Linked DNA regions of Danio rerio: region 1 is linked to region 2. The links are chromatin contacts, called in public Hi-C maps. All regions are on one chromosome and are shown on one strand. The core of a region is the stretch at or near the end of the contact, and the rest is flanking DNA. Distances in the headings are between cores, read along the strand shown. Region 1 holds the start of arl4ab (ADP-ribosylation factor-like 4ab). Region 2 overlaps LOC141379126 (a long non-coding RNA gene).

Region 1 (2,975 bases), core at 30-2,529, 93 kb before region 2:
TGATTCATAATATTTCAAAATAAATAGAAAAAGTTACTTTAAATTGTATTATCTAATGCAGTATAACCTTTTAAATATTAAAAATTATTGCTTATTGCAATAAAAACAAACTATCCCGTTTATACCACAGTGGAGTTCAATGCTGAATACACAGGTCAAGCAGAATCTGCGTTTGACCTGTTTTACTCACCAAATTCTCTGGACTGATGGGAGGTAGTATGTACATTTAGACAATATCTGATTAATTTACATAATTTAGTTGAAATTTTATTTTAGTTGGCTTTTAAAAATAACAATAAAGCAAACAAACAAATGGTTACATTAATTTGAAATGTCAATGTGGAAACCATCCCCATCACTCTCTCTCAGATGGGATGGTGGGCCAAATCAAAGTTTACCAAGGTCCAACTTTGGCCCCCTGGCCCTAGTTTGGGCTTCTCTGGTTTAGATTAACAGAAAACAACTATACAGATATGTCTGATTTTGTCTGATAACAGAAGAGCTTTTTTGTGTCTTGCTCAAATTTTTTTTACATTTTACAATGGTGCACTTTTAGAACATATTTAGGTAAATACATTCATCTTTTAAAATATATAAATGCTTTAAAATGCATCCAAACTCATACAAAAACTGTACCATGCGGGTCACACTTTATTTGGATGGTCCGTTGATTTTAAGGTAAACTATATCTACTTGCACAGTTTCTTCTTGAAGGAGCAGTATCAACAGCTATTAAGCAGATAGTCTAATACTCAACTGGACCATCAAAATAAATTGTTACCCTTGTTTATTTATTTGTTATATTTATTTTGTTATAATCTATAAGAGAATAAAGAACTGTTTTGATTGGGATATTTTAAATAGATTGCAGAGCATCAAACAAAACGAACTGAATCAGTTCCCTCAATGATTCAGACAACTCGAGAATCGTTTGAACAGTGCCTCACTCAGTAAACACTGACGAAATACAGCATGAGGTGCTTTTTTTGCAGATAACACACTGAACCAAAAGCTCCACAAGCTCTCTTTTTGTTTTCCAGCTCTAAAAAGCCGCTGAGGCTCACCTTTAAGCGCGTCTCCGAAACTTTAAACGCCTTGAGCGACATGAACAGGTGGTGAGGAGGCGTGTCCAAGCAGACGACAGGCTTGACTTTTGACCATCCAAACTGCAGGGAAAATAACGCGAGCGCAATGGGTTGAACCAATCGGCGCATTCTTCCACACAGTGGGCGGAGCCATCCCTGCTAGAATGGAGTGGAAGCAGCTCGCCGGAGAGTCAGTGAAACAGGCGCTGTCAGAAGGAGTGGATATACACTTGTCGGCTCAGCTGATTTGAATGACAACAATATTTTGAAAATAGTCGGATACATTTTCATCTGCTGAGCTAACGCTTGGAGGAAGGATCGCACGAAATAAGGTGGGTGCCGATTAAGACTTTTTTCTAGTATATGCGTGTGCTGGCAACGCTTAAATTATAGATATATATCATTAGTCTGAGTGATAATGTAATTTAGAGTAACTTAATATTTGGGAAACGAATAGCCAGCATTCTGGGGACCAGTAAACATTCTTGGAGCTCAAAATGATAACGTCTGCCATGTTGAATTACTTGTTGGATGAAAATGATGAATAATATTCATGTCTTCATGTATGGAGATGTGCCACTCCTAAAGCGCGTTTACAGTTGGCCATAGAGATCTGCGACAGACTCGTGTTTTCCACATTTACATAGGCCAGCACGTGCGCTTTTATCTGTTTGCAACTGGCAACTACTGTTGAACAATAAAATAGCATGAATAGACAGACACGAGTCTTGGATTTTTACCGATGCGTAATTTTGGCGCCCCTGTGGCGCTACATGTGCAAATAGGCTTCCTGCTGTTTCATCCTTCATTCACCATCACTGGCACTGAATGACACCCAGCCTGGATGAATCTGTGTCCCTTTTAGAATGACAAAAAGACAAGCATGCTTATTTAGGATGAAGTAAAGGAGAGCTGTAAAACTGTGTGTCATGGTGCTCCACTGCTGGCCTCATTGCATCATCTCCTTTTTCATTTGGTTTCAGGTTATCAGAGCAGCAGCTTCTCAGGGGAACGAGAGAAGCCTTGTGAATATTTGGTGAAGCGATAGCAGCGGCGACACCTGGTCTCCCGAGTCCCCACGTTCGCTTTCATCCTCATCAGAGTGGAGAAACAAGATGGGGAATGGATTATCAGAGCCCCATGCCATCTTTCCGTGCCTGCCGTCCTTCCAGGCCCTGCACATTGTTATTCTCGGATTGGACTGTGCCGGTAAGACCACAGTGTTGTACAGACTACGCTTCAACGAGTTTGTGAACACCGTTCCCACTAAGGGCTTCAACACAGAGAAGATCAAAGTAAATCTTGGTCCTAAAAGCCGGACTGCCACCTTTCACTTTTGGGATGTAGGGGGTCAGGAGAAGCTCCGACCACTCTGGCGCTCATACACACGGTGTGCCGATGGCCTTGTGTTTGTGGTGGACTCGGTAGATGCAGAACGCATGGAGGAAGCCAAGACGGAGCTACATAAGATCACACGGCTTCAGGAGAACCTGGGGGTGCCTGTGCTGGTGGTGGCTAACAAGCAGGACCTGCGTAGCGCTTTGCCCCTCTCTGAAGTTGAACAGATGTTGGCGCTGAATGAGCTCGGTTCCCATACACCCTGGCACCTCCAACCGGCTTGTGCCATCATCGGAGAAGGTCTCCAAGAAGGCCTTGAACGCCTCCACACCATGATCATCAAGCGGAGAAAAATGATGAGGCAGCAGAAACGGAAAAGATGACTCTTTGGTGATGAGAATGTGAGCTGGTAGGCCTCTGTGATGGCTCCGCTACTAATGTGCCATAGGCCTTTGTGGCCACTGCGCTCCTGGAAGTATTGTTTCATCGGGCTGAGTTTTATCAGTCAGGAGGTCCTGGATGGGTACAGTTCAGAGACTGCGAGAGGACAAT
Region 2 (3,231 bases), core at 681-3,180:
ACAGACATCTGTAGAGCTGCGGGCTGGGCGACACCCAACACATTTGCAAGGTTTTACAATCTGCGAGTGGAGCCGGTTTCCTCAAGGGTATTAGGTAACCCTTTGGTGATTGAGGAGACAACTCGGTAGGGTGTTGAAACACGCTTGCGGCGCCATTCTCCCTAACACGGAGGTACGTGCGCCTTTTTTATCTGTCAGTAAAGTTCCCCGTCAGGTGAGCCCTGCAGATTCCTCCGTGGCCCCCAGCACTGACTCAGCGGAGGAGTCACTTGCTGGCCCACTACGTTGTAGGTCTGCCCGCTGGTCAGCCCGCGTTTTGGGTATAGGTGCCTGCTATGCGTGATCCCCACTAGGCGATCCCATATGCTTATTCCGCCACGGTTAAGTCCCCCCCCTGGGTGGACCCGTGTCTTCCCTCTCCGCTAACCACTCTTTTGCTATGCGTACTCCCCCTTTTTAGGGCTAGTCCATAGGTAAATTCTGCCATCTATCCCCCCCTTGGGTAACGGATGGCCTCCGCAGCGTCCTCCCTATCGGGATTGCACGCTTCCCAACGTACTGTCGTATTTCCTAGAATTATCTAGATGCTCACGACTTCCCAAAAAATATATCTAAATCCGTAAAACTTCTGTTGAAGTAGGATAAATTAGGGCCAGGGACACGTTGGAGGACCGCGCCCCCCATGATGTGGGTGCGTCACGCTTGCTTGACTATCTCCTCATCGGGGGTGTTGGTAAGGTGCAGTCATTATGGCGCTTTCCATATTCTCCCATTCATGGCACTGAAGTTCCCCAACCGAAGGGGAACGTTCGAGGTTACAGAAGTAACCCTTCGTTCCCCGAGGAGGGGAACGGAAGTGCCATATTCCGTCGCCATAATGACTGTCCCTTAGCTGTTTGAAAGTCTCTTCAGCTTAAAAGGATGGCGTCTGCTGGCTTCAGGTGTGCTTATATGCTGAGATAATTGCAGATGTCGCACACCTGCGCAAGCTTACGCTGCCAATTAATTTCATTCATTGGCCCGTTCAATACTCTCCAGATAAGCTGCTTCTGATCCGAATCCTCCCATTCATGGCACTTCCGTTCCCCTCCTCGGGGAACGAAGGGTTACTTCTGTAACCTCGAACGTTTTATGCATGCTTTATAAACAGAAAACAGCTGTTGCAAATTGAACAAAATATACTGTCACACAATAAAAAATTTTCTTACTCTACCGATTCCTTAGTAGTTACTTACTTAAAAATGTGAGCAAACAAGTAACATTAAAAGCAACAAGTTGACTTTACTTTAAAAAGTTGAGTAAACTCATAACCTGGAACTGTTAATTTGACTTAAGTTTTTTAACTAAGCACATAGTTCATTTACTTAATAATTTTAGGTCAACTCAATTTTTAAGTAAAGTCAACAAATCACTTTTTATAGTGTATAACCTGTAAACATCCAGACCAAAACCAGAAAAAAAGTCACATGAGAAGTGAAATGGGTTTAAGGCTTTCTCTGCTCTATTTCTCAGCAGAAAACCATCCGTTTTTAATGCTTGCCAGAACAATGTGTGTCAGAAATGCAGGATGTATCATATGCGCTCCATGAAATGCTCAAGAGTATTAGAGCAGGGAACGAAAACAGTGAGAACAGAATAAATTTCCGAGCTTCATAAGGGGTCTCGAGGGCTCTCCTCATCTACTGAGTTGAAGGAAATCCCATGTTAAACTGGCGCTGCATGATTGGGAGCAAACAGACAAACATCCACCCGGTGCTTGCGTTTTCTGTGTTTGCTCCCAGTAGAAGAAAAAAACTACAACGCTACAAAAAAAGAAACATAAAACCCAAACAAACAGCGCCACTCCCACATCTGTCACCAAAACAGTGGCTTTGAGACGTGTGGTGAGGACTCCACCGGGGGAAGCAGGCCTCTTCTTGTTTTCCACCCGTCTAATCTCTGCAAGCCTCATCGCTTTCCAGAGCGTTTTGATGTTGAGATAAGGGCACATCTGCACCTCTAGAAACCTTAAACCTTCTTCCTCTGCAAACACACCAGGGATTGTCAGAAGCTCACACTGAAGATTATAGAAAGATTATTGAGGGTCAGAGGTTGGATAAACGTTTCACTGCGGCTGATCGTGTTGAAAATAAATTGTGACACCTTCAAAGGGGGTTAACCCTACGACCGTAAATATGCCAGGTATCTGCCACTGTACAAACCAGCAGCCATAAAACACTTTACATGAGCTGTTTATGTCCAACACCGAGAAGGATGTGCTGCAATTTGTCTTTTTGGAGGGAAAAATACAGACTGTTATGCTTTAAAAGAACACTTAAGACAAAATCTCTGCAATGTCCAAAGGAGTAGCATCCATTTTTTTTATATGTACAGCACATGAGGTTGAAAACAAATTACAGTGAGTAAATGTTTTGAGAAACAGCTCTGATATATGCGTTTCATTTTGTTCATGATAACATTTGCACTTCATACGTTCCTTTTATGTGTTACTAAAAAGTAAAAGCTACCATGTACTGATAAGCCTTCTTTATTTAGAAGAAAGTCTCCTTTGCTCAGACAAGAAACTAATTTAACAAAGTAGTTTCACTGTTTATACTGAGGAAGCACAATGAACAGTACTGAACATAGTTGTCAGAACAAATAATATCACAGTGTTTCATTATAAACTAAATAAGAGAGAAGTCACGTCAAATAGACACACAAATCATTAAATTAGGCTAATATTATACAATGATCAACACACAAAGCACAACAAAAATGGTAAACAGGCGTTCATGCATACTAAGGCTGGGCGATAGGGCAAAAATGCAATCTCTTTAATTATTTTCTAAATTAAACAATAATGATATATTTCGATATAAGTTGTTAAAGCTTCCAGATTTAAAAGAGTACTCCAACAATGTCTGAAGCCACAAAAAATAGAGCATCCATGAAATGAAATTTTTTCGACCTCTAAATTTTCAGTGACCGAAAATTCGGTAAATTCGGTATTTAAGATTCCAAATGTTGCACATTTCTGCTGTGTGATTGGCTCTTATCTATAAAGTTAAAAAAGTCCAGAGCGTATCATTGATATTGATGTAAATTTTATTGCGATTCGATAATTTTGCTTATCGGTTCAGCCCTAATGCATAATTTTAAATCAAGCAAGTAGAATTAATCTTCAATTTAGTATTTTATTATATGTTGAAACTGTTGTTTCTGATTGGCTGGAAGATGTTTCAGCCAGTT

The links. Hi-C and Micro-C count contacts between places; a contact is called where the count stands out from the background.
Region 1: a contact with region 2 is called in a Hi-C map of fibroblasts, with 4 times the contacts expected there. The contact joins the promoter of arl4ab here to the enhancer-like site in region 2. A contact is called at or near these places in 7 of 18 Hi-C or Micro-C datasets (caudal fin, embryo, fibroblasts and 3 more) and 2 of 4 datasets of contacts at active chromatin or transcription factors (caudal fin and gastrula embryo).

Annotation. Positions count from the first base shown.
Region 1 is chr19:33,799,383-33,802,357 of GRCz12tu, reverse strand. arl4ab (ADP-ribosylation factor-like 4ab) reads left to right here and starts at 1,279. Exons shown (of 2, transcript NM_200318.2): 1 at 1,279-1,417; 2 at 2,069-2,975. The coding sequence starts at 2,201. The coding sequence ends at 2,806.
Region 2 is chr19:33,706,945-33,710,175 of GRCz12tu, reverse strand. All of the region lies in intron 1 of LOC141379126 (a long non-coding RNA gene), which reads right to left. Among named protein-coding and RNA genes, the nearest start is that of arl4ab, 93 kb to the left of the region's middle. Within about 2 kb of position 1,930, at least 10 of the 62 cell types and tissues checked have an H3K27ac peak or open chromatin away from gene starts, as enhancers often do.